Regions from separate parts of the Mus musculus genome. Here regions 1, 2, 3, 4, 5 and 6 are each linked to region 7. A link is a contact called in public Hi-C, HiChIP or PLAC-seq and promoter capture Hi-C data. All regions are on one chromosome and are shown on one strand. The core of a region is the stretch at or near the end of the contact, and the rest is flanking DNA. Distances in the headings are between cores, read along the strand shown.

Region 1 (3,335 bases), core at 526-3,025, 310 kb after region 7:
TCAGAAATCCGCCTGCCTCTGCCTCCCAAATGCTGGGATTAAAGGCATGCGCCACCATGCCCAGCTTGATCTTACTAATTTCTATTTTAAGTTGTTCCAGAAAGTAGGGTGGGGGGAAGGCACAGCCCTTCATTCACTAGATTAGTGTGAGGCTCTGTAGCCAGAGACAGTTGAGGAAAGAAACCCCGATTTAACAGAAGTTTCAAAGCAGCTTTGGTTCTGTTGAGCCTCCTTTTAACTCCAGCTACATAAGTTACACGCCCCCCACCCAAACACCTTACAAAACAAAAGTCACTCGTGATTTGGGGCAAGTTTCCGGAGTTGTGGAACTGTCCCTTTACGCCCCCACCCCCACCCCCTGCCACTGAGACCCAGCATTTTCACCACCAGAGTGAGATTCCTCATGGCTCTTTCCAGTCAGTCCCCGTGTCTGGGAGCAACTCCACAGCGTTGCCTTTTCTGGACCGGTCATAAAAATGCAGTCATACCTCGTGCGATCTTTGGGTCTGGCTTCTTTCATGTAGCAGGACATTTTTAACGGACCTTTCCATTTTTATCCTTACTTTGTTTTCTTTTGGAACTCCTGGAAATGGTTAGCGCATTCTGACCCTCTGTCCACCCGGTATAGCTGCACAGACTTCAGCAGGTCCCGCTCAACCGAGTGACAGATGTACACTTTGGCTGGTCCACAGGCTGACTCAACAAGAACAGTTTTGCATGACATTTTCTTCTTTTAATTATAAATTTTCCCCGCACTCATTTTGTGGTGGGAACAATTGGAACTGGAGCAACTTTTATTCCGGACGTCCTTAGCACACACAACCCTCTCCGCGCCTAGTATTCACTCTCCAGCCGGCTTTTCGAATGGGGGAACAGCATTTGGCGCGAGACTCTAGGGATATTTTCGAAGAGTCCGGACGAAGGGGACCAACAATTAAAACGCTTTCTCGAGTTAAGAGTGCCCGAGTGTGAGACACTCTTGTTCAGGATGGGAGGGTCTCCAGCATAGATTCTGCAGCTGCCCAGCCCCCAGCACAATCACTAGAACCCACGTTCTGATACCAAGCAAAGACGCTGTGCAAGATGCGGGACGCCCGCAGCCAAGGTAGAGAGGGATGAGGACCAGGATATAGGAGCACCATCCCAGAGATGACTCCGCTTTTATCTCTAATGGGGCTTTTTAATTCGCAAAATAACTAGAAAGTTTTACTTAATAAGGAATATATTTGCTAACCTACCATGAAGCCTAAAGGTCCTAAAGGGACTCTCGTTTCATGTCCAGCGTCCCGGCCGTTTGTGGCTGGCGGAGGCGGGGAAAGTCCGGATGGGCGTAAGCGCGGGGCTCTGCTTTCTGCGGGGCTCAGAGGCAGCACGAGACCTGCCTAGGAAGTGTGGCGAAAGCCACCTGGGACCGCGTGAACTTTGAGGCAAAGAGCACCGAGGACTGGGGTGAGTCCCGGGGCGAGGGGTGCGGGCATCTCGCGCGGGAAGCTGGCGAACCAAGCCTCAGCGGGAGAGTTCTGTGCGCTGATGCACCCACTCGGCACCGACGGCGGTTGAAAGACACCAGCTGAACCCCGGAGGTTTGGGGTTCCGGGAGGCGCAGCGGGCCCAGGGGCCGGCCACCCGGCGGACTACAGTCTCCAGAGTGCCCCGCGGCGCGGGCGGAGCCGCGAGCTCCCGCAGCCAATTGAGGGGTCTCGGGGCGCCGCAGAGCAGGTGGAGCCGGCGGGGACAGGCGCGCGCGCGGGTGCCGGGCGTCCTGCAGGCGGGTCTAGGAGGGGGCGGGGCGGGGCGGGCGGGCCGCGGTTCCTGCAGCTCCCTGTGGCCGCTGGCGCACTCGGCGGGTGCTGCGCTGCGAGGAGGGCGGCTCTCCGAAGCCGCGGGTCCTGTCGTCGCGCTCCTCATCCAGCATGGCTTTCGCCAATTTCCGCCGCATCTTGCGGTTATCCACCTTCGAGAAGAGAAAGTCCCGTGAATATGAGCACGTCCGCCGGGACCTGGACCCCAACGATGTATGGGAGATCGTGGGCGAGCTGGGAGACGGCGCCTTCGGCAAAGTCTACAAGGTGAGAGTTCCGATTGCTGAGCCTACCAGGTCCTGCGAGCCCCTGACCCCCACTCCCACCCCCCGCACAGCTGCTTCTGAGCACTTCCTGTGTGCCCTGTACAGGGCACAAAGGGACGTTTGTAGGATCGAGGCATCCCAGGGGGCTACCGGAGGCATCCCCAGGATCACGGTGATAGGGACACATCTTTTAAAGAGGGACTATACCGATGTTGTGGGAATATTCAGGCTCTGGGCTGTGCCTGCAAGGGTTGGGAGTTGAGGACACTTCTGAAGATGAGCCTACGATCGGTACTGGGGAGGTCAGAAGGGCCCTGGAGTAAGTGAGGACAGGCTTGGGATTAGAAGGCTCAACGGAAAGCGAGGACAGGGTCCTGTGAATGCAGCTGCAGGGCACAGATTTGGCTTCTAGTCGCCTGAGTCACCAGAGGCTCCCTGTCTGCAGTTACCTCTCCCCTGGAGGAAGACAGGCTGAGGAGGAGTGGGTGGGGCATAGATGATTCCATATAGACACGTGTGCAGACGGACAGCTCCTGGGGTTTGGTCCTCTGAGCCAATTCTGAGTGCCTGGGTTGTTGTTCAAAGTACCTAACTCATCTTGACTCCACCCTTTCTCATTTCCTCCTCCTCAACACCCTCCCCCTCCCCCGGCTTCCCCAACCAGGCTGCTCAGGCTGGTCTCCCAGATCTACTTGCCTCAGTCTCTGGAGTAGCTTGGACTGTAGGTTTGGCCACTACAGCATAGCATCCCCTACTTTTATTGGGAGACTCCCATAGTTCAGCTGTCTTAGCTGCCCTCCAAAGCCATATGTCATTGTCCTTGGGGCTTTGGTAGTTAGAGGCCTCACTGACCCTTTCAGGATGCTGGACCCCAGAAAGGGCTTTTCCAGTTCCCCAAGTCGGGCCATGCTCCCTTTGACTTGAAATTGATATGCTAGCGTTGGTCTGCTTCTCGCCCCAGAAGTGTGCTCCCTAGGAAAGATGCTATAGCATCCTTGGGAAGCTTGTAAGGAACTAAGACTCTCAGCTGGGCGTGGTGGTGCACACCTTCAATTCCTGCAGAGGCAGGCAGATCTGAGTCTGAGGCTAGCCTAATCTACAGAGTGAGTCCAGGACAGCCAGGGCCACACAGAAAAAAACCCTGACTCAGGGTGACACAAACAGAAAACCAAAGCAAACAGAAAGAAGCTTAAGACTCGGGCCCCACTCAGCACTCAGATTATAGTGCTCCAGCAGCTTGGAGCAGTAGCAGTTTGGAGGCCAGTCA
Region 2 (3,570 bases), core at 3-2,502, 390 kb after region 7:
CGTGAGGCGGCCCTGTGGGAGATGGAGGAGCACCAGTTGCAGGAGCGACATCAGCTGGTGAAGCAGCAACTGAAGGACCAGTACTTCCTGCAGCGGCATGACCTGCTGCGTAAGCATGAGAAGGTGAGACGGGGCGGGGCAGGATGAGGGGCCGCTTGATGGCAGCACCCAGGAAGGGCTGCTGCAGCCACAGTGAGGGCCCAAGACCATCCCCAGGTGCCCCATGTGAGAGTCAAGGAAACCACGGGAGGATGAAGATGGGCAGGCAGCTCCCTTGCTCACCCAACAGCTCAGTGCTTGGCCCTCTCAGTTCAAAGCCAGTTCTGGGCTACTTGAACCCGCTCTACCCACCCCCAAGGGGGAAAAAAGAAGATGTTTCTTGACTTGTTGGGGTTCTACCCCCTTCAACCATCCAGACTTGAAAGTAACGTATTGTAAGTGTTCTTTAGCCGCATGCCCCTTGGGCTTCCTTGCTTAGTCACACAGGTCTGAAGTAGCCTACCGTAGGGTATTTCCTCTCAGGAACGTGTGGCCAGCAAGAGCTGTGGCTTGCTCCCACTGTCCGGAATCCAGAAGATTGTACTAGATTTTGTCCACCCTGGAAAAGATGCACACTCAAAAGTCTGGGTCCACCCAAATCACATTGCTCTTATGCCTGCAAAGTCAGAATGCTGAGGGTCAAACCATCACAAGTCAGACACTTGTAATGCTGAAAGAACAAAAAACATCCCTGTGGAAATGACTTGGTGGCTAAGGAAGCTTGCCACCAAGCCTGATGACATGAGTTCAATTCCCTGAGCCCTCATAGCAGAAGAAGATAACTGATCCCCGGGATGTGTCTTCTGAGTGCCACGCTCATGCTTGACCCCTCCCCCCCAATAAAATAAATACGTGTAAAAAGAAAAGAATGAAAGAACAATGTCTTTGAACTATAGAAGGGAGCTAACAGCTCTTCCATGCTGGCACCTGGGGCTCCCGGGCTGAGCATGGTGGCCTTTGGCTCCTGAGCACCCTCCATACCTAGAGCTCCCTCACCTCTGCTTGGTGTCCCCCCCCCCCAGGAGCGGGAACAGATGCAGCGCTACAACCAGCGCATGATGGAGCAGCTGAAGGTCAGACAGCAACAGGAGAAGGCGCGGCTACCCAAGATCCAGAGGAGCGACGGCAAGACGCGCATGGCCATGTACAAGAAGAGCCTGCACATCAACGGTGCGGGCAGTGCCTCTGAGCAGCGCGAGAAGATCAAGCAGGTGGGGACTGCGTGCGTGCGTGCGTGCGTGCGTGCGTGCGTGCGTGCGTGCGTGCGTGCGTCCGGTAGGCTGTGGGCAGTGAGCATGGGGGAGCTGGGTAAGGACTGGCCGCATGGACTGGCTGCATACAGCAGGGGACCCGCATGTCAGATGTTAGATAGAGCCCAGTGTGTAAGTCAGTCATGGCCTGGACGTTTCAGTAGCCCGGGAGAAAGCTCCCTTGGTGGGCAGATCCTTGTTCAATAGAGTTGGTCATGCACTGGTTTCCTTCATGACCCCATGTTTACATGCATGACGTTCTGTGTTCTCATCCACCCTGACCTCCTGTGTGATTCAGGCCCCTCAGAATTTTTTATTTTATTTTATTTTTAAAATTTATTTATTTATTTAGTTAGTTTTGTTTTTTTCGAGACAGGGTTTCTCTGTGTAGCCCTGGCTGTCCTGGAACTCACTCTGTAGACCAGGCTGGCCTTGAACTCAGAAATCTGCCTGCTTGCCTCTGCCTCTGCCTCTCTGCCTCTGCCTCTGCCTCTGCCTCTGCCTCTCTGCCTCTGCCTCTGCCTCTACCTCTGCCTCTGCCTCTCTGCCTCTCTGCCTCTCTCTCTGCCTCTCTCTCTGCCTCTCTGCCTCTCTGCCTCTCTGCCTCTCTGCCTCTCTGCCTCTGCCTCTCTGCCTCTGCCTCTCTGCCTCTCTGCCTCTCTGCCTCTCTGCCTCTCTCTCTGCCTCTCTGCCTCTCTGCCTCTGCCTCCCAAGTGCTGGGATTAAAGGCGTACACCAACACTGCTCGGTGTCCCTGTGATTTCTATCCTGGCACTTGTCATCTCACCCTATCAGGTGACCCAGCAGGGTGACACTTGCCAGTGGCTGGGTCTCCACTCAGGGCAAGTTTCAGTAGTGAGAGCAGAACCTGAGGTGGGCTGGACTCAGAGCATCGCGGCCCAGTCCCTAGGATGGGCCTTGCTGGCTCAGGCTGAACTAGGCAAAGTCCCGCCCCCACCCCACCCCCACCCCCACCAGCCGTCCAGGCAAGCTTCTGCCCGCCCAGCAGCAGCATCCTCTTTCTGCAGTTCTCCCAGCAGGAGGAGAAGAGGCAGAAGGCGGAGAGGCTGCAGCAGCAGCAGAAACACGAGAACCAGATGCGAGACATGGTGGCGCAGTGTGAAAGCAACATGAGCGAGCTACAGCAGCTGCAGGTACGCAGCCCTGTGTCTCAGTTTCCCCAAGTCAGTGCTCAGAGGCCACCAGCAGAGTTACATCTCAGTCGGTCAGGCCCGGGTGAGCTGATGCCTGCCTGCCGTGCTACTCTCTGGCTGTTAGACTGGACAAGTCGGACGACCCTCCTAGCCTCTTTTTTATCTCTCTGAAGTAGCTGTAGGGTTGAGGTGATGTTTCCTGTTGGTATGTGGATTTGTGAGTGTACCTTAGTTTGGCCCCATGCATTAGGGATATGAACAAGCAGGATGTTTACCCATCAGAACCACACCGTGCTAGCATCCACCTGCACGCGAGTGGCTGACCACCTGAGGGCCCAGTTGCAGGAAGTTGTGCTTGACAGATGAGACGAGGAGTTGTGCTTGACAGATGGTGCCAGCTCCAGCCTCTGTGAACTTCAGGTGGTTGCTCAGGCCATTGGGTCCATGGGGCAGTTTGCGGATAGGCAGGGAGACTCTAAAAGAATGGTCAGCACTGGAGGCTGCCAGGTAGAGACTGGTCCATGTGGGTTCTGGTCAGGCATTCCCACTCCTTGCCTATGACATCATTATGTGACCACTGACCGAGAGATCCACCGAGTGGTACACATAGTTGGTCACAGGACACAGTGCTCTGAGTATTCGTGATTAGATGGACTAATAAACTCCCAGAAGCTTCCAGCTTGAGGCCCAGAATAAAACCCCTCTGAGGGGCTCTCCTTCCTGTATGGCTTTTTTAGTGGATAAAGGCCTTGTCCTTGCCTTAGAGTTCCTGTCGGAGGACTCAGTCCCTGCAGGGAGTCAATAGGGACCTCACTCCTGTCTGCCACATAGATCTCAGGAAAAATTTAGAAGGCTAAGGACTTACCTCAGAGCATATAGCAAAGATGGGGCGATCCCCCAGCCTCATTCCTCACTAGGAACTTCTCCCGAGGAGATGACATGAGGCAGGAGATAGTACATATAGGTTACATATATCATGTGATACGTAGACACAATGCACAATTACACATACATATACCTGTAGTTATACACAGAGACTTAGTCTGCTTGGGCTGCCATAGAAAACTGCTGTTGCCAGATGCAGAGCAGCACACCTGTGGTCCTGCTATGTGAAAGGTGTCAGTGGG
Region 3 (3,809 bases), core at 1,005-3,504, 270 kb before region 7:
CCCAGGAACACCAGAAACCCAGCCCCAGGGACTGCTGTAATGGGGCTGTTGGGCAGTGTCTCCTGGGAGCTGATTCTGCTACCCCACATATGAGCTAAAAGTCCTGGGTGCGCCTCCAGATAGTTGGGAAAAAGACGGGTTGCAGATCAAGAAACCACTCAACTACTCAAATTAAATCCTGACTAGACAATATTACTCCCATTCAGAAGGGTGTGTGGCCATCCCAACATAGAGCAAGCTACCAAGTTGAAACAGCGTCCATTTTTAACTCCTAAAGCAAAAGGGAGCTTGGCTGCTCATTGATTGAGGTTTAACCTTAGCATCTATACTCAGCTGGCTTTTAAGAGGAAGGGAGGCCTTGAATGTTTGTTGTCTAGACAGTGTGATGGCTCAGCACATGCACAGGGTATTCATGAAGAAGGGAAGAAATTCAGGGGTTGGCAGGTGTGTGTGTGTGTGTGTGTGTGTGTGTGTGTGTGTGTGTGTGTGTGTGTGTATGTGTGTGTGTGTTTAAACAGGCACACCTGCCTGTGGGACTCTATGGGAAAGCATGGCTACTGTGATGGGTGGAGGGTTACCTACAGGAGCAGGAGCAGCCAAAAAGTAACCATCACTGAAAGTACATCCCAGCATGGCCTCAAAAGCTGCAACCCTGGAGCTCTCTGGATGGCTGCAGGCAGCTGGACGGGTCCAAGCATTTCCTCTGGACAGTTTTGATGGGTAGGGTCCTCTGCAGATGATGCCTTCTCCTCCCTCCCCAGCAGTTGTTTGCTGCTTCTGTAAACTGGGGAGGGGCTTTGTGAGTCCTGCTTCTTTCGACTTTCCAGGACTGGTGAGGTTTGCTAGCTCCCTGGTCACAAGAGCATTCCTCCTCTGGCTAGGACATAGGGTTGCCATCTGAATGCCCATGGAGAACAGCCATTCTATCTGGTGTGATGTATGGCTTGGTTTTTGCTTCCCTGGTGACATTTGCCTGTCTTCCTTTGAAGGTTGTCTATTCAGATCTTTTGTGCCCATTTTAAATTGTATTGTTTTCTTGCTCGTGGGTTGTTTTTAGCTCATTATATTCTCTAGATAACAATTTTATCAGTTTTATGTTATTGCAAATGCTCTCCCATTCTGCAGGTGGCTTTGCTTTATTCCGTGTTCCTTTGCAAAAGCTTCCAGTTTAATTTTTTTTTTTCTATTTGTCTGTGTTGCTGTTGTTTGGTTGGTTGCTTTGGGAGTTTCTGGAGTCTCTCTGTTTACTCCTTACTCCCCTGGAACTCACTATGTAGGCCAGGCTGGTCTTGAACTCATAGAGAGACTCTCCTGTCTCTGCCACCCAGTGCTGAGATTAAAGATGCACACCACCATGCTCGGCCTCTGTCTGCTTTTACCTCTGAGGTCTTTTTCAAAACATCCTTACCTGATCCAAGCTGTTCATGAAGTATCTGTTTCTTTCCAGTAGTTTTGTAGTTTGGGGCCTTACATTCTCAAAATACTTTGAGGATATATGTATGGAGAACCACTAAAAAAATAGGCCACAAGTGTGGGGCATGGCTGGCAGTCATGAGACACTAGGTTTCCAGGGTGGGTTATTTAGACCATGTGGGAGGGAAGGGCAGTGGTTTGGGTAAGTGATACTAGTGGACATTAGTGGGTAGTGGTGGCTTGAGCCAAGCAGGATGCTGGGAGCAGTCTGTAAGACATTTGGAGGAAGTATGGGTATTGGGGACGACATATTTGAGCCAGTTGGTTGTTGGCAAAATCCTGAATTCTCTTTTGAAAGGTAACACAGCTTACAATGCATTTCTAATCCCTTTTCCTTGGGACCCATCAGCAAAGGCAAAATATCCCAGAAGCAATCAGAACCTGCCCTAATTATGCCCCAACTGACAGTACCCACCAAAGATGGTGTTGCTTGCAATGGGTGGTATCCCTTGTAACATTTGTCTGGCTTGGCTGTTATTAGAGGGACAGCTAGTCTGGCATGAATGGTTCTGTACTTCTTACCTTCTCTGAGCTCTGAGGTCACATCGAAATTGTTCTTTGCTTGTTTGACCAAGCACAAGATTCTGCTTTACCTAGCAGTGGCAGTGTGTGGTACTTAAACGCTCTGAAAAGATTCTAATTCTAAATAAGCATGATACTAATGCAGAGGGGGGTCGGGGGGAATGAGGTCAAGTATGTGATGTGGATTGTCCAACTGCAAAACTGACCCTAAAAAAAACAGGAACCAGAGTGTGTGTGGTTTAGTGCTAGTGGGGCAGTTTCCAGCTACTGCATCTAAGGGAATCAAAGTGGAACCTCCTGCTGGGAACTTGAATGAGGGGACACCCTTTCACAGGAAGGGAAAGGCCTTTCTTTTCACAGGGGTTAAAATCGGAGTCCAGTTGCCCTTAAGACTGAGCCATAGCTGACCATTCACTGACCCAGGAATACACTTGAGCCATTGATCACCTTCAAGCCAGGAGCTGCACCCTGTGTCTGTCACACAGAAAGAAACCAGTCTTTAAGAGGAAATTGTTTCTCAAGAAAAGCACAGTTACTTCACAGTTCAATGTGAGAGTTGACATCATTCGCCTAAAGGAAGCATTGTTAGTTTGTCAGGGTTTCTTCAGACCAACAGGTAAACAAGACCTTCCCCGCCTACCCTCCCATGGAGTAGGATCTCTTGCCAAGGGAAGTCGTGGGGCTGGCTTTTCGGAGGTTGTGGTGATTGGCGGCAGAGATAATGGCAGCCCCACCCCCATTTCCCATCCGCACCTGAGGGTCAGGAACAGGATGGTGAGTGACATTTGAAATTGGTGGCAGACCCAGTGGAGGGGGAAGGGGACAGATAAGAAAGCTTTTTCTAACAGTCATCATGAAGTCTCCTGGGGGGCAGTGTCTGTTCCCATACCCATTGCTGGCTAATGGAACGTACGGCAAGGACTCTGTATCTCTAACATTTTTATTTTATTAGAATATATTAATTACACATAATAATGGATTTCATACATGCATGTATCACAGTCACGCTTACCGCCGTGTGTCATCCACCTCCCACTCCCATGAATCATCTTCCTCCTCCCAGTTAGCCCCGCCCTTCTTTAACTTTCGTGGTGTGTGTGTGTGTGTGTGTGTGTGTGTGTGGCAGGGTGGGGGCTCAGTAGGTTTCTTCAGGGTTATGAGCGGGAGTTTGCTTATGGGAGCGTGTGTATCTTACTGGTAGCTACAACACTGAAAAAGAAAAAGAAAACCTCTCTCCCCATCATCTCTTACCTGTGTGCTACCATCAGGTAAAGGGGGGTGGGGGGGGACATGCATATTCATGAATAGGAATCTTGGGTTTCCTCTTAGCTCTTGCCACTGTTTGGTGAGAATGGTGGGGGAGAAGCAGATCACATCCTCTGTGGACCAACATCACATCTCCCCTCCCTGACCATGGCTTCTGTGCTGTGCATTGCTGCAGCTCCCTTTCTGTGCCTGCACCCGGAAGACCCAGCCCTCCAGCACAGGGAGGGAGCCTGATATCTGTCCCACACTGAATGTGGGCGCGAAGTACCGCTCTCTCCTCGCACCGCTTCAGAAAGCTTGGTTGTGAGACTTTGCTTTTCTTTCTAATTCAGAACGCTTATTTATTTTTTAAATAATGATAAAAATCGAGTCACTGCCTCTAAGAGAGGGGGTTAAAAAAAAAAAGGAGAAAGACGATTTTTATCTGGAGACCGTGACTGCCACCTAGTGGATGATGTTAGTTGAGCAGCTACAAAAAGGCTTTGCTTTCAGTGTGGACTTCGTATTATTTCTTCGTGCTTTCCTCGGGTGCTTCCCTTGGAAGAGCA
Region 4 (3,369 bases), core at 391-2,890, 470 kb after region 7:
TTTTTTTTTTTTTTGAGACAAGGTCTCTCAGCTGGGTAGTTGTGGTACACACCTTTAATCCCAGCACTCTGGAGGCAGAGGCAGACAATCTTTGTGAGTTCAAGGCTAGTCTGGTCTCCAAAGTGTGTTTTAGGATGGTCAGGGCTATACAGAGAAAGACTGTCTTGGGAAAAACAAAAAAACCAAAAAAAAAAAAGGGGGGGGGGAAGGAGGGAGAAAGGGACAGAGACTTTGTGTAGTCTCCTACTGCATTAGCTAGAACTTGCTGTGTAGACAGCTTGCCTTAGAGTTTGCAGAGATCTGCCTGCTTCTTCCTTCTGAGTGCTGGGATGAAAGGTGTGTGTCACCACAGCCCCGGCCTCTGTAAAATTCTTGGATGTTAGGTGATTGATTGGTTCTGTGTCTGTGATAGCTGTGGGAGCTCCTCAGCTCTCTTCTTCCATCACATGGTCCCAGGCATTGATCTCAGGCCCTCAGGCTTGTGGGGAAGCACCTTTCCCTGTGCTGTCTGTCTGTCTCTGTCTCTCTGTCTCTCTTTCTCTCTCTCTGATTTCTGACTTTTGGGGTAACACCTTATTAACAAGTTTCCTTATTTATTTGAATTAATTTTGGGAAATTTGAGAGGCTCGTATCTAGAGTCATTTGTCTGTCTGGTTGTTCTAGCACCATTTGTTGAAAAGGCGTTGTTCCTTGCCAAGATTAAGATGCGCTGGCCTTAAGAATGTGGTCCATATCCTGCTGTAAGCATCGTTACAGGATGGTTTTAACTTTTTCAGCTTTTTAAAAAAATGTATTTTTATAGTGAATGGATGTTTGCCTGTGTGTATGTCTGTGTGTGTGCCTGGTGCCCTTGGAAGCCAGACCAGGGCCGCAGAAGCCCCAGGGTCTGATTGTCTCAGGAACCCAACTTTGTTCCTGTTTTTCACTTTGTTGTTTGTTTAATCCCATTTGTGGTCTTATGAGGGATTCATAGACGTTTTAGGATGGATTTTTCTTTATTCCAAAAGCACTTGAGATTCTAACAGACATTGCCTGACTCTTTGGTAATACTGACTGCTTAAGTCTTGTGTTCTCTGGACACAGGTTATCTAGATGTTTGTGTCTTTAATTTCTTTTAGCAACATCATCTGTTAGTTAAAATTAATGATGATTACAGATATTTGTGAGCCACTATGTGTGTGCTGGGAACTGAATGAACTCAGTTCTCTGGAAGAGCAGACAGTACTTTTAATTACAAGCCATCTCACCAGCAACCCCTCCCCCCTTTTCGGGCTTTTTTTTGAGTCATGGCATCTGTGAACAGAAGTTTGACTTTCCTCCCATCCTGTTGAAAGGATTGATAGTTCTGAGTTTAGCAGAAAAGTTGACTTTTCCCAGTAAGTGTGGTGTTAGCCATAGGGGTTTTGAAGATGCTCTTTATTAAGTTGAGGAATTTCTCCTTAACAGTGCCTTTCATATTTGTTTTGTCCTTAAGAATTGCCTTCCAAAGGTTGGCTTTTCCCGTGCACTCTTTTCCTGTGTTAGTTGTCCTGCCTCTGACAGCAGACTTGGTGATTCCAATGTCTGTTCTGGCTACTGCTTGGAGAGGCACAAGGCAGTGCCAGGCTTTGTTTACCTTTCTGCTGTGTCTATGCCTTCAGGTTTGCTGAGCGCCTGACTGCCCAAGTGACCCAGTCTGCCCTTTGACCTCATGCCTTGTGTCCTGCAGCTTTGCTATACATGTATTACTTGTACTTTCTTATGTGTGCTTTCTTTTCCTTTTTACACAAGTATGCTACCATCAATATTTTTGACTTTTTTTTTTTTTTTTTTTTTTTGCTTTACTGTAACTGGCTATGACTAGTAAAATTTGTTTTGGTACATGAATGAATATTCTGGCTTTGTTCTTGACAGTAGGGGGGACTATTTTATCCTGAAACATACAGTATGGTGTTAGGTAGGTTTTTATTTTTTTACTTTTTTTTTTTTTTTTTTTTTTTAAATTGGGACAGGGTTTGATTACCCCTGGCTGGCCTGGAACCCACTCTGTAGACCAGGTAGGACTTGTTCACAGAGACCCGCCTGCTTCTGTCTCCAAGGTGCTGGGATCAGCTTTCCTTCATTATTCCTTACAGACATCAGTTGAAGCACAGCTTCCCAAGCATCTTCTGGGGTCTGGGGAATCAGGTCGGAGGGGCTCCTACCTAAGTGTTACCTGACAGTTGTTAATAGTGAGTGAGTGGGCTTCGACTGTTAACTGTCTGAGTGTGTCTGCTCAGGGCTTCGACTGTTAACTGTCTGAGTGTGTCTGCTCAGGGCTTCGACTGTTAACTGTCTGAGTGTGCCTGCTCAGGGCTTCGACTGTTAACTGGCTTTCAGTTCAAAACTCTTTGAACCCAGCTTTTTTCCTGTGTGTGTGTGTGTGTGTGTGTGTGTTTTTTTTTTTTCCCAGTTTTGTTTTGTTTTTAAATCCCATTTGTGGTCTTTCGAGGGATTCATGAAAATTTTAAGATGGATTTTTCTTTCTTCCAAAAGCACTTGAGATTCTGATAGACACTGTCTTATGTTTTTGACTCTGTGGTAATACTGACTGCTTAAGTCTTGTGATCCCTGGACACAGGGTATCTAGATGTTTGTGTCTTAAATTTCTTTTAGCAACCTTGTCTGTCTGTCAGTTAAAATTAATGTGTATATAGTCTGATTTTTTTTTTCTTTTTATCATTTTCTTTCTTATTCTTTGCATCTCTTCCTTCCTTCATTCTTTAGATTCAAGTGTTTTCATTTGGTGTCATTTCCCTTTTTGAGGAATTTTAGGGCTTCACGGCTGTTCCTGAGAGTTAAAGAGCTGTGTCAGAGGAAGTGCCCATCTCTGTTCACAGGGCAGGAAGTGACTGTCGGATAAAGGGACTTGAATGTGAAGTCTGTTCTTAGAAAAATATTTGATAACTTTAGAGACAGTCAAAGTCAGTTTGGTCATCCATTATGAAACTCAGGTTCGCAAGCATCTTCTGCATTTCTGGGAACCCAAATCAGAGGCAATTGTAGGTGCAAAAGTTTATTCTCCTGTTAAACTTAGTAGACCTAAAAACAATGTCTTTACTTCCTGTTGATCTTACAATTTATGGGATGAAATAAACTGCAGCCACTAAAACAAAAATGAATGTACATAGAGACACATGGAATAAGCAATTTCTAAAGAGCATGTCTTAAACAATTTTCATGTGTGTACAAAGGTACTTCGTGGTTATTGCACCAAGTCAATGGCAGTAGTTTTATCTCCAGGAGGCAGTATTTTGATTGGTTCCTTAAAAAAATATTTATGTATGTGTTTATAATGCCCGTGTATATATTTTATCTGTTTGTAATTGAGTTGTCTTTTTGTTAAGTAAG
Region 5 (3,623 bases), core at 339-2,838, 490 kb before region 7:
GGTTTTGTTTTTCAATGAGGAATTTAAATGACAAGCATGATGTCATCAACACTTCAGGGTGCTGTAATTGTGACAGCATTGCACATGACAATTGTAGGAAGCTGTTCAGGGTGGTGTGAGCTGCCTGTCCAGTCTGACCCCTCCCACACAGTTGTAGGAGAGCTTAGGAAGTCTCCCTGGAGGGGCAGCTGCCACTCTGTCCTGGAGACTGCCCTGTGTCCCCCACCCCCACCTCTCTTCTCTTTGCCCTGTAGAACCTCCTCCACAACCTCTACTGCTTCTATGCCTTGGAGCCAAGATCTGCCAGCTTATATTGGGCAGCAGGTGTCCTGTTGTCCCTCAGGGGTCTCCAGCTTCTGGACCAGGCTGTTGTGGGGATGCAATCCTGCAGCAGCAACCCCTTTGGGACTGGATCCTGAGTCCCCAGGGCTGCACATCCTCACTCTCTTCTTCATCTTCCACAGACCCCACCCTGGGGCAGGTGACTCAATCTGTCACCCCATCTTATTATGTGCCCCTTGAAGGTAAGGAGAGGGACATCCTGAGCTTTGCATCCTCAGAACCTGGTCCTGATCCAGAGAAGGCCCATCGTGGCATTCCATGAACAAGAATAGAAATAACGACAGCCCAGTTTACAGAACACCAGCTGTGTCGCGTGTCACATGATGATGTTAACTTTATGTTACCATCTCAGTAAAATTTCCCCATAGTATCAAGCATAAACGCACACACCAACCCTGTCACACCAACCCCGTCGTATCAACGGGGATGTTGACTAAGAGATCTCAAGTGTCAAGGAGCTACAGCATGTGACAGAACTGATACTTGTATAAAGGGGGCCGCCACACTACCTTCTCCAGAAACCACAGGGGATACACGTGGTGACCCCTTTTCCAACTCCACAGTAAGACAATCAAGGTGAGCATGCAGGCCCACTTTGCTGTTTCCTGATAGCTCTGCTGCAGGGGCACAGGCCCTGGCTTCCCAAGACTGCAAGCAGCCTTCCCTATTCAGACTTGCCAGGCAGTGCCCTGGCCCTGGGGTGGTTAGTCAGGTCTCCACCCCACCCCCACACTGTACAGGATTATGCTGCAGCCACCTTGCTCTGGGCCCAGCTGCCTAGCTTGTGTGCAAATTTGTGCTGATTTAATTAGCTTGTTTAGTCACCATTGCTGGTGGAAGCAGGAAGTAGCTACCAAATGACATTCTGCTCCCTGTGACTCTGTAATCGCTTTTGCAAGGGACATTATGTTAATATCGCACACAAGCAGGGAGGACGAGGCTGCCAGGCCCAGCCATATGTGCATCACAACCCCCCTGCTTTGTGATCCGGGTCATTGAGATCCTCAGCCTCTGCAAGCTGCAGCTGATGGGCAGAGGCCCTCTGGCAGCTGACCTGTCTGTCATTGGAACCTTATATCAGGGATGATAACAGTGGCATGGAGATTCATGCTAGAGTCTTGATACTTCTGAGACAGGAAAACCTTTGTCACTTGCTTAAGAAAATCAGCATCCTTGCCACAGTCTAAGTTCTGTTACTAGGCAATACCAGGGCACCAGCCTCAAGGGTGAGGCCTTTCTGTGTAAGCCTTCCAATCACCTGCTGCTCCTTGTTTAAAAGCTGTGGGAACTGAGGCTCCAGAGTGCAACCAGGGTGCTTAGGGCCACTCCCAAGACAGGAAGATCCCAGGTCTGGGACCCCTGTGGACCCAGCACTACAGCTGGAAAGCAGTTAGGGAGGGTATTATCATCCTCAGCCATCTCCCCAACACCGCAGCACCAAGCAAATCCAATCAATGTTGGCCCTTGGAGGTCTCCTTTAAATCAGGTTGCTAGGCCCTTCCCCAGAGCACCTGAGCGAGTGGGTCCATAGTAGGATCTGAGAGTTGGCATTTCCAATCAGTTCCCAAGCCAGGTGGTTGGTCCTAGAGGGCACCTTTGGGGAGCACCGACCCAGGTGGCCCTCATTCTCTGTCTCTTGGAGGCCCAAGATGGGCAATGGATGATTGCTACCCCAATCTACAGATGAGGCTCAGGCCAATTTATGTTTCTAAGAACTCCCAGCTGCCTAGCCTTGAAGAAGCCTCTGTCCCCAGCAGAAAGGTCACAAAGCGGAGAAGTCTGATCCAAGAGGCTGTGTGTCATAGGCCAGCTTACTTTCTGAGGTCTGGTTTGGGTCTCACTTGACAGTTGCTTCATGCTTCCTTGCAGGGCCACCAACTGAGCCCTAAACTCTGAGGGTTTGGATAGAGTGTACCACTGGGTGGGGCTCCTCTGCACAGGGTGATACGCGCACTCTGTGAGGAAGACGGAAACAATTGATCACCGATACTTCTCTTCCTTACTTGGCAGTTAAGGTCTACCAGGCTGGCCGGACTGACCCCTGTTTAACCTCTCTCTCTCTCTACATGTCCACCAGGTGTCCAGAAGAGGTAATTTCCAGGGTGTTTGCTCAGGCTGGGCCCAGGATACACTGTTCTCCCCATGTCTGTCAGTCTTCTTCCAAGAGGCCCCGCTAAAGCCACCCTGCTGAGACATGGGCAGGGCAGGCAGGTGAAACCCTTGTCCCCTGCTCACACTTTCAACAGCTTCCTTTCCTTGACCCTCTGAACAGACAGCCAATCATCCTTTAGGCTTGTGGAGATGGTGCAGGGTCCCAGTGACTTGTGTGCCTACCCCTGAGATGCAACCATTTTCTTCTTTCTCTTTCACCTCCTTCTCTCTCTGCCACAGACTGAAATCCTGAGCCCAAAGCAATCTTTCCCTCTAAATTATCTCAGGAATTATACTTGTTTGCTTTCTGTTACTTTGTCTCCCCCAAAAGCATGTTGGGGGAAGAAAGGATTTATTTTGTTTATACTTAGACATCATAGTCCATTATTGAGGGAACCCAAGGCAAGAACTCAAGCATAGAGGAAGGCTGCTCATTGGCTTTCTCTCTCTGCCTTGCTCCTCTACTTTTCTTATACTGTCCATGCCCATCTTCCTAGGGATGGCACTGCCCACAGTGGGCTGAGTCCTCCTATATCAGATAATAGCCATGAAAATGCCTCACAGAGATGCTTTCAAGCCAATCTGATGGAGGCACTTCCTCAATTGAGGTTCCCTTTTCCCAGGGGACTCCAGTTTGTGTCAAGCTGACAAAAATAACCAGTCCAGGCATTTTATCACATGGAGTGCTGACTAACAATGACTGACCAGCTGACTGGCTCATGAACAGGTTCTGGTCTCCTGATGAAGGCCACTGGCATTCCCTCTGACCTCTCTATACTAAGCTGTGTGTGTGCATGCAGATGTGTGTGTGTGTGTGTGTGTGTGTGTGTGTGTGTGTGTGTGTGTGTGTGTAGGTGGACACAGATTTGCTCCTGTTGCTGTATTGCCCATGATTTTGGCCTGCACCTCCCTCTCAGTATGCCTTGGTGGGTTTTATAGGTAGTAAGAATCACTCTGTTTTGTTCATGGAGAGACACTGAGCTCCAGGGTTTCCCAAACTTCTCCAGCCTGAGAACTATTTGGCTAAACCTGAAAACTTCTGTATTCTGCGGAAGGCTCCAGTTTTCCACGCCCAGATAACAAGCTGTCAACACTGTCAGCAGCCAAGGACACTGCATCTGGCTTTGCCA
Region 6 (3,371 bases), core at 394-2,893, 410 kb before region 7:
CCAAGCTTCTCCACTCAGTTTCTCAGGCCCCGTGTGAATGGCTCCATGATTGTCTTTTCAGCTTTGGTCCTCAACCTCCCCCTTTTCCCTGAGAGTATGTGCTTTCAAATCTCACATCCTCCTCTTTCTTTTCCAGGGTGTTTGGTCCCCTGTGACTGTGCAGCTTCTTCCCTCCTCAGCTATCTCAGGCCTTCTATGGTGTTAGAGTGGAGTCGAATGTCCTGGGCTCCAAGTCAAAAGAGTTCTGCTCTGTGCCTGGTGTGTGGCTTGCTGTTCTCAGAGATTTGGGCTTCTCACCTCTAAGCTGGGCATCACAAAATCAGCATCACAAGACCACAGTGAAGAGCCAGCAAGAAGACAGGCATACAATACTGAGAGTAGAAATGATGTCCCAAGGGCTCACTGAGCAGTAACCTTTGCCATTCCTTCATCTACCATCTCCTCCTTGAACATCCCTTAGCTGAATAAGCAGAGCATAGATTATTTAGCCAGCGAGGAGATTTGCAGCCAGACTCTCCATGAGGACTTTGTGTGATACCGTATAGAGGATACAAGTGGTGGCCACATTTGCTGGCATTTACTATCTTCCAGGCACCATGTGGGATGCTTAAACGCATTAATCTGCTTCATCTCCCAATCCATTAATGGGAAGTTTGTAATTTATTTACCTGGCCGAGACCAACTTATCAAAGCCTATGATTTTTTTTTTAAATGTTAAAATGGAGCCAACATGAAAAGTCCATAAAAATTGTCTTTGACTTCGAATATTCCTTATATCCTAGGCTAGTGATGAACCCAAGGATTCTTTCTGGGGTTGAGGGGTAGCAGGCAGCTGCCACTCAGAGTCAGTCCTGATTCCTGCTGACCAACAATGTAGTGTCCTCTGCCATCGAGTGTGACACTTTCCACTTATTCAACTGAAGTGTTGCCTGAAACCATATATGAGAGATACTGTCTTGCTTGTTAATTGATATAGGAGACCCCACCCACCATGGGCAGTACCATCAAGGCAGGTGGGTCTTGGCTGTGCAAGAAAGCTGACTGTAAATCAGAGGAATCAGCCAGTGAGAATCATTCTGCTTCAAGTTCCTGCCTTAAATTCCCGCCTTGCCTTTGTTTGTGATGTGTTGTGGCCTAGATACTTAATGCAAGTAAGCCCTTTCTCCCACGCTGATTTTGAATAGAGAGGTCAATTACAACAAGAAAAAACAAACTAGAAGACACACGCCACACACATGCACACACGTACACACGCAGACTCAGATGCACGCGCGCACACATGCACAGGCACACGTGCACAGCAGAATATCTAGGAAACTAGTTGGGAAGGTAGGAGGCAAAGAGGAACGGCCAGCAAAGGGGTCAATAGCACTTCCTTGTCCCCACCACAGATAGCAGCACAGAGTGGAACTCAGTGTCTGAACTCTGCTGCTGGCCCTACTGCACTAATCAGCAGTGCGGACCTAGGTGCACGAAGGCATTTCATCAGGTCTGGGAGCTGCCTCATCTCCTTAAGAAGCCTCTCTTCCCAGCAGTCCCTGCGGTCAGGCCCTGCAAAGAACGCAGGTTTGTTTTCTCCGGAGCTGAGCCGGGTCCCTTATCTCAGGCACTCAGACCATCACGTGATCTGGCAAGCTGCACACAGGCTTTAGGGAAGTCTTTTTCTGACCTCCCCACCTCTGACCTCAGTCTCTGGTTCCTGTTGCTTCGAGACTGCATGGTTACCTTTTTATCCCCACAGACCATGGAGCACCTGTTAGTCTAAGAGTTGCAGTAAATCTGGTAAGAAAAAGTATTTAAAGCGATGACAGCAAATAATGTCTATCACTGTTCTAGGGTTTAAAACATATCCTGGGTTTACAGGTGGTGACAGCTAGGCCTGCATTCATTCATCCATTTGAAAAATATTTACTGAGCAACTACAGGAACTGTGTACAGTTGGAGTGTTGTGAGAATGATTATGTACCAAATAGGCATGGTTCCTGTACTCAACCAGACCACAGAGCAGGACTGGAGAGACAGTGGCTCAATGGGTAAGAACCTTGCTGCTCTTGCAGAGGACCTGAGTTCCATTTCCTGCACCTACAAGGTGGCTCAGCACTACCTGTAACTCCAGTTCCTGGAGATCCTAGGCCCCTGTCTGGCCTCAGAGGGTACTACATGCATGTGATGCACATACATTCACACAGGTTCACACTTATATGCATAAATAAGAAAAAAAATCTACCCAGGTGTGGTAGCCCGTGACTTTAATCCCAGTACTCGGGAGGCAGAGGTAGGTGGATCTCTGAGTTCCAGGCTGGCCTGGTTTACAGATTGAGTTCTAGGACAGTAGGAGCTACACAGAGAAACCCTGTCTAAAAACAAATAGCAAGAAAATAAATAAATAAATAAATAAAACTTAAAAACATTTTAGATTACAGGATAGAGGTGGAAAGTGAATTGAAAACAATAAAAAGCAAAATAAGGTCATGTGATAAATGCGGCAAAACACAAGGTGTCTAACAAAAAATGCTTTAAAAGAGGGATCCCTGATGGACACTGTACTGGCTAGTTTTGTGTCAACTTGACACAGATGGAGTTATCACAGAGAAAGGAGCTTCAGTTGAGGAAATGCCTCCATGAGATCCAACTGTAAGGCATTTTCTCAATTAGTGATCAAGGGGGAAAGGCCCCTTGTGGGTGGAACCATCTCTGGGCTGGTAGTCTTGGGTTCTATAAGAGAGCAGGCTGAGCAAGCCAGGGGAAGCAAGCCAGTAAAGAACATCCCTCCATGGACTCTGCATTAGCTCCTGCCCCCTGACCTGCTTGAGTTCCAGTCCTGACTGCCTTGGTGATGAACAGCAGTATGGAAGTGTAAGCCGAATAAACCCTTTCCTCCCCAACTTGTTTCTTGGTCATGATGTTTGTACGGGAATAGAAACCCTGACCAAGACAGACACATACACACAGGTGTTCACAGTATCACTGCTTACAAGAGCTCAAAGCTAGAAGTAAGCCAGTGTCTATCAACAGCAAGAAAATAAAACATGGAATGAGTACTGTCATCAATAAGATGTCATTCAGTCTTGTAAGGGGAAGGTGTTTTGGACCCAGCCACCTGAGCTTTAAACATGTGATGTTGAGATCAGCCAATGGTGTAGGGACAAAGAGCAGTGGTACAGAGGTACGTGGTATGTGTGCGCACTTCTAACACAAGCGCTTGGAGGGCTGGGCCAGGAGAACAGTGAGTTCGAGGGCACCTTGGGCTACATAGCATGTTCTGTGCTGGCCTGGGCTGTGTGGCTTCAGAACCTCCTCTCAACAATAAAGATAAAACCTCATTGTTCCAACTTAAATGAAGTCTCTAAACTAGATTCATGAAGACAGAA
Region 7 (3,548 bases), core at 822-3,321:
AGCCCTGGGACCCAAGGGACCAGGGATGGCAGAGCACATGAGAGCAAAGAAGCCATCCCTGGGGAAAGGCACCATCCATAGCTCAAAAGCACACATAGCTCAGGGGGTCTCTGATACCAGTCAAATTCCTGGATCCAGGTGGGGTTCAGAGGGGAAAGGGGACCTGTCTAAGCCAGCCACTCAGAAAGGGCTTGGAGTCAGGAGCTAACTGTAGGTCAAATTCTGGATTAGTGTCCACTAAGATGGACACTTCTGATGCCCAATCTGTAGTCCAGCTGAGTCTCTGAATGGAGGAGGGGTACAGAGTTCCCCTGTACTGACTCAGAAACCCCTCCCAGAACCCAAAGGAAGCAGGACAAAACTGGAGAGGCTCCAGAAGGGTAAACTGAGTCTGCAACAACAGCTTCAGTCACCAAAAGCCGGGGACACCTGCCTCAGACCTGAGCCCAACGAACCCTGTTGATGTTATAACCGGTGGCAGAAGTAATCACTCCTGTCCTCCCATTTTACAGATTGACTCAGAGAGGCTTTTTACTGCCTGAGGTCACAGGGCCTCAAGGGAGTTCAGCACCTCGGCCAGGTCTGCCAGGGAACTGGGAGGGATCCTTAGCTCCAACGGCTGCAGAGCACTTGGGGCTGGGCAAGGGAAGGGGCTCCGCTGAGGACTAGAGCTAGGGCGATAGGAGGGAGGGCCCTGACTGTCCCTTAATGGGAGACCCAAACCAGCACCTCTAGACCCCGAGGGGAGCTATACTGGCTCACCCAAGTGGACTTCCCAGTAAGGCTCCTGCAGAGGAGCTAGCCAGCCATGGAGGCTGCCTGGAGTTCTGTGGACTGGTGCCAGAACCTGTACTACCCTACCCTGTACTGTACTGGACCTACCCGACACCCTTGCCCTCTTACCCGGATTGCCCAGAATGACCCTGGTAAGCATAGGGCTCAGCCTCTGCAACCTCTTGAGAACTGGCCAGCTGCTGAGTTCCCCAGCATCCTCTAGGCTTAAGGGCGGGGGCAAGGGGCTGAGGCTCGCCCCATGGAGGTGGGGAGCACCTAGCCTGGGACTGCCCCGACTTCTTAGCTGGTCTAAACCTGAAAAGCCAGTTTCATCCTAGAATCTTCTCCCGGCTTCAACAGGAAGTGGGGAGGGGGGGCTTTCCCAGGACAGAGCGGGGGGCCTCCGGATCCAGGCCCCGCCCACGCAGACAGACACACTACTCCAAGAGGCACACGGAGCAGGAACTCTGGTCCGGACTATCTGAGCGGAAAGAAAGCCTAGGGGGAGTCCCTTGACCGTTCTCCACCCAGCTCTACTAGCGTGCTCCCAGCAGGACAGACAGGCCCTCTCGCCTATCCCTGAGCCCTTGGGGTCCGCGGTCACCCCACCGCGCCCAGGCCTACTTCAAGATCCCGACTGTGGCCTCGGGCTCGCCCCCGGGGCCACTGTACAGGGCAGGAGATGTCTTTGGAGGCACTTCCCGAGTTTGCCGATGCGAACCGGGCTGAAACGGGCCGAGCAGGCCCAGCCGAGCTCCCCGGCCCGCAGCTGCCACTGTTACTCCCGTGAGTGGGAGGAAGCGGACCCTGTGGCCCGAAGTCGCGCTCTCTGTGCAGAGTTTCAGACGCCACCTTCGGGGCCCTGGGAGCACGGAGGGCATGGGGTGTGGGGGCTGGCAGCGGAGGGGCCGCTCAGGGCGGCTGCGGCCCCCGGACTCCTGTCCCCGGGGACCCGGCGGGGCTGCTACTCCGCTGCCCCGCCCGCCAGGCCGCGCCGATCCGACCACGGGCTATTTCTGTGGGGCGCCGGGCTGGAATCCGGGCCGCGCCGCCTGCGCCGGCGCTCGGGAAACTCCGCGCACCGACTGCCAGCGATCGGCGGACACGCGCCAGAACGCAAGCTCCGCACTCGCCCGCCCGGAACCCCGCGCAAAGACCCCGGCCGCCACTCACCGCCGTAGGGTCCTCAGAAGGGTCTGCACCGGCTGCTGCCGCCGCTGCGGGCCGGGAGGGCGCCCGCGCCTAGTCCCTGCCTGCGCCGCCCGCGCGCCGGCCCGACCCGTCCGCCTGGGAATGCCACGGGCCGAGGGGCGTGCGCGCCGGGGGCGGGCCCGGCAGAGGGGCGGCCGCCTGACTCAGGGCTGAGGAATGCGCGCCGCCCGCTGCCAGCCCCGGGCGCCTCCTCCGGGAAGACCTCCGGCTGTGCTCTGCCAGGGGTCCCGCAGAGACACCTGTAGCTGGGAGTCGGGCTCGCCAGCGACCACCTTAATCATAACATCTGTCTTGGACTCGCCTTTCCATACTCCTTCATCTTGTGCTGCCCCTGTGCTTGGGAAGAGAGGAAGGGGACCTCCAAAGCAAGAGGGTGGCGTGGGAAGGGACCTAAAAGGCAGATTGAACGCCCCTTCCGAAGGCACGCACTGGCACATCACTGAGGGTCCCGAAGCTCTCACTTGTCCTGTGCACACGCGCCTGATCTTTCTAACAAACATTCATGCATTCAGGCCTCTCGCACCTGTTTACACAGACACGTGCGCACACCTATTCAAAATGCACTTCCATGGGCTCACACTCTCTACCCTAACACATTTATAAGTGTGCACACTCACGTTCATACACTGATACACCATTTCACAGGAACCGCAGCTCAGCAATTACCCCTTCCCCTACTTCTTTCCCAGCAGGTACAAGGGTTAGACTACACCTGCCACCCCTCAAGCCATTACATCCGCGCATGCGCTCACTCTTCTCTCTTCAGCCTCAGTGCTCACGTATAACGTCAGGCACGGTTCATCACTCTGTATACTGGACAGGAAGTGCTTCTTTTGCTCTCGGCTGAGGCTGAAGGCTGAGGGAGAAGAAAGCTGTCGTGGTGCAGATGTTCTGGGCTCCTGTAACCCACACATGCCAAGCCAGAGATGGGACAGTCTTCATGCCTAGCATTCTTGACTCATGCTAGGAATAAGCAGGGTCTGGACGCCCAAACTGGGCTGGCTGGAGGTGCGGGGGTTGCATCCTTTCTGGAAAATCAGGGAACCGGCCACAGGAACCGGGCATCTGGTGCCTGTAGGTCCCTACTCCTTCCTGCTGTGGATGCTGCAGGGTCACCTAGACCTTTGTTGAGACCTAGAAATCTATTACCAGCTGCAAGAAGTCCTACAGGAGACTCACTGTGAAGACACACCCAGGGGTCAGTCGTCTTTTCTTACAGAAAGAATTCTTCTGTGTTTATTTTTATCTCTGTGTGTGGTTGCAGGTGCCCACACATGCCAGAGGGGGCATCAGATCCTCCTGGAACTGTAGTTATAGGCAGTTGTGAGCTGTCCAGTGTGTGTGCTGGGAGCCAAGCTCTGGTCCTCTGTAAAGGCAGAAAGCTCTCTTAGCTGCTGAGCCATCTCTCCAGCCCAAGTCATCTTCAATGCAAGAATACCACAGTGCTGTCAGCACACAGTGACAGAAAAGTAGCTTTCCAGGACTCATTGCTCCATCGACCTTGGAGTTCCCATAGTGCAGGGGAGTCTGTGACAGCCCCCGCCCCTGGCAAACCCCTCCAT

The links. Promoter capture Hi-C pulls out the DNA fragments that hold promoters and counts their contacts. A called contact is a pair of places that touch in the nucleus more often than the background predicts. HiChIP or PLAC-seq counts read pairs in DNA pulled down with a chosen protein or histone mark. Capture Hi-C pulls out chosen DNA fragments and counts their contacts.
Region 1: a promoter capture Hi-C map of adipose tissue shows a contact between it and region 7. The contact joins the promoter of Stk10 here to the promoter of Rhbdf1 in region 7. A contact is called at or near these places in 4 of 39 promoter capture datasets (embryonic stem cells, hippocampal neurons and neural stem cells), 3 of 484 Hi-C or Micro-C datasets (all in embryonic stem cells), 3 of 115 datasets of contacts at active chromatin or transcription factors (effector CD8 T cells, embryonic stem cells and forebrain) and 2 of 9 other capture datasets (adipose tissue and liver).
Region 2: a promoter capture Hi-C map of embryonic stem cells shows a contact between it and region 7, with 2.4 times the contacts expected there. The contact joins the enhancer-like site here to the promoter of Rhbdf1 in region 7. A contact is called at or near these places in 1 of 39 promoter capture datasets (embryonic stem cells), 3 of 115 datasets of contacts at active chromatin or transcription factors (embryonic stem cells, large pre-B cells and pancreatic cancer cells) and 2 of 9 other capture datasets (adipose tissue and embryonic stem cells).
Region 3: a promoter capture Hi-C map of hippocampal neurons shows a contact between it and region 7, with 2.4 times the contacts expected there. The contact joins the enhancer-like site here to the promoter of Rhbdf1 in region 7. A contact is called at or near these places in 5 of 39 promoter capture datasets (the HPC-7 cell line, HPC-7-derived erythroid cells, cranial neural crest and 2 more), 6 of 484 Hi-C or Micro-C datasets (the G1E-ER4 cell line, the N1E-115 cell line, the P5424 cell line and 2 more) and 3 of 115 datasets of contacts at active chromatin or transcription factors (T-cell acute lymphoblastic leukemia, astrocytes and embryonic basal ganglia).
Region 4: a promoter capture Hi-C map of liver shows a contact between it and region 7, with 2.0 times the contacts expected there. The contact joins the enhancer-like site here to the promoter of Rhbdf1 in region 7. A contact is called at or near these places in 2 of 39 promoter capture datasets (hippocampal neurons and liver), 1 of 484 Hi-C or Micro-C datasets (embryonic stem cells), 4 of 115 datasets of contacts at active chromatin or transcription factors (embryonic forebrain, forebrain, large pre-B cells and 1 more) and 1 of 9 other capture datasets (pancreatic islet).
Region 5: an H3K4me3 HiChIP or PLAC-seq map of bone marrow-derived macrophages shows a contact between it and region 7, with 4 times the contacts expected there. The contact joins the enhancer-like site here to the promoter of Rhbdf1 in region 7. A contact is called at or near these places in 1 of 39 promoter capture datasets (the HPC-7 cell line), 1 of 484 Hi-C or Micro-C datasets (embryonic stem cells) and 2 of 115 datasets of contacts at active chromatin or transcription factors (bone marrow-derived macrophages and embryonic midbrain).
Region 6: a Hi-C map of bone marrow-derived macrophages shows a contact between it and region 7, with 2.8 times the contacts expected there. The contact joins the enhancer-like site here to the promoter of Rhbdf1 in region 7. A contact is called at or near these places in 7 of 39 promoter capture datasets (the HPC-7 cell line, HPC-7-derived erythroid cells, embryonic stem cells and 4 more) and 1 of 484 Hi-C or Micro-C datasets (bone marrow-derived macrophages).

Annotation. Positions count from the first base shown.
Region 1 is chr11:32,531,491-32,534,825 of GRCm38.p6, forward strand. Stk10 (serine/threonine kinase 10) reads left to right here and starts at 1,776. Exons shown (of 19, transcript NM_009288.2): 1 at 1,776-2,069. The coding sequence starts at 1,914. It also overlaps a transcript of Efcab9 not described here.
Region 2 is chr11:32,613,464-32,617,033 of GRCm38.p6, forward strand. It overlaps Stk10 (serine/threonine kinase 10), which reads left to right. Exons shown (of 19, transcript NM_009288.2): 15 at 1-123; 16 at 1,062-1,250; 17 at 2,318-2,443. Among named protein-coding and RNA genes, the nearest start is that of Fbxw11, 27 kb to the right of the region's middle. Within about 2 kb of position 1,253, at least 22 of the 459 cell types and tissues checked have an H3K27ac peak or open chromatin away from gene starts, as enhancers often do. A contact at or near this core is called in embryonic stem cells, where this site is marked.
Region 3 is chr11:31,945,902-31,949,710 of GRCm38.p6, forward strand. No RefSeq gene overlaps it. Among named protein-coding and RNA genes, the nearest start is that of 4930524B15Rik, 18 kb to the right of the region's middle. Within about 2 kb of position 2,255, at least 144 of the 459 cell types and tissues checked have an H3K27ac peak or open chromatin away from gene starts, as enhancers often do. A contact at or near this core is called in the G1E-ER4 cell line, the HPC-7 cell line, the N1E-115 cell line and 5 more, where this site is marked.
Region 4 is chr11:32,695,036-32,698,404 of GRCm38.p6, forward strand. The region is part of intron 2 of Fbxw11 (F-box and WD-40 domain protein 11); the gene reads left to right. Among named protein-coding and RNA genes, the nearest start is that of Fbxw11, 54 kb to the left of the region's middle. Within about 2 kb of position 1,641, at least 21 of the 459 cell types and tissues checked have an H3K27ac peak or open chromatin away from gene starts, as enhancers often do. A contact at or near this core is called in liver, where this site is marked.
Region 5 is chr11:31,733,128-31,736,750 of GRCm38.p6, forward strand. No RefSeq gene overlaps it. Among named protein-coding and RNA genes, the nearest start is that of Gm35131, 7.9 kb to the left of the region's middle. Within about 2 kb of position 1,589, at least 72 of the 459 cell types and tissues checked have an H3K27ac peak or open chromatin away from gene starts, as enhancers often do. A contact at or near this core is called in the HPC-7 cell line and bone marrow-derived macrophages, where this site is marked.
Region 6 is chr11:31,810,803-31,814,173 of GRCm38.p6, forward strand. All of the region lies in intron 1 of D630024D03Rik (RIKEN cDNA D630024D03 gene), which reads right to left. Among named protein-coding and RNA genes, the nearest start is that of D630024D03Rik, 12 kb to the right of the region's middle. Within about 2 kb of position 1,644, at least 55 of the 459 cell types and tissues checked have an H3K27ac peak or open chromatin away from gene starts, as enhancers often do. A contact at or near this core is called in the HPC-7 cell line, bone marrow-derived macrophages and hematopoietic stem and progenitor cells, where this site is marked.
Region 7 is chr11:32,220,222-32,223,769 of GRCm38.p6, forward strand. It overlaps Rhbdf1 (rhomboid 5 homolog 1), which reads right to left and starts at 2,072. Exons shown (of 18, transcript NM_010117.2): 1 at 1,948-2,072.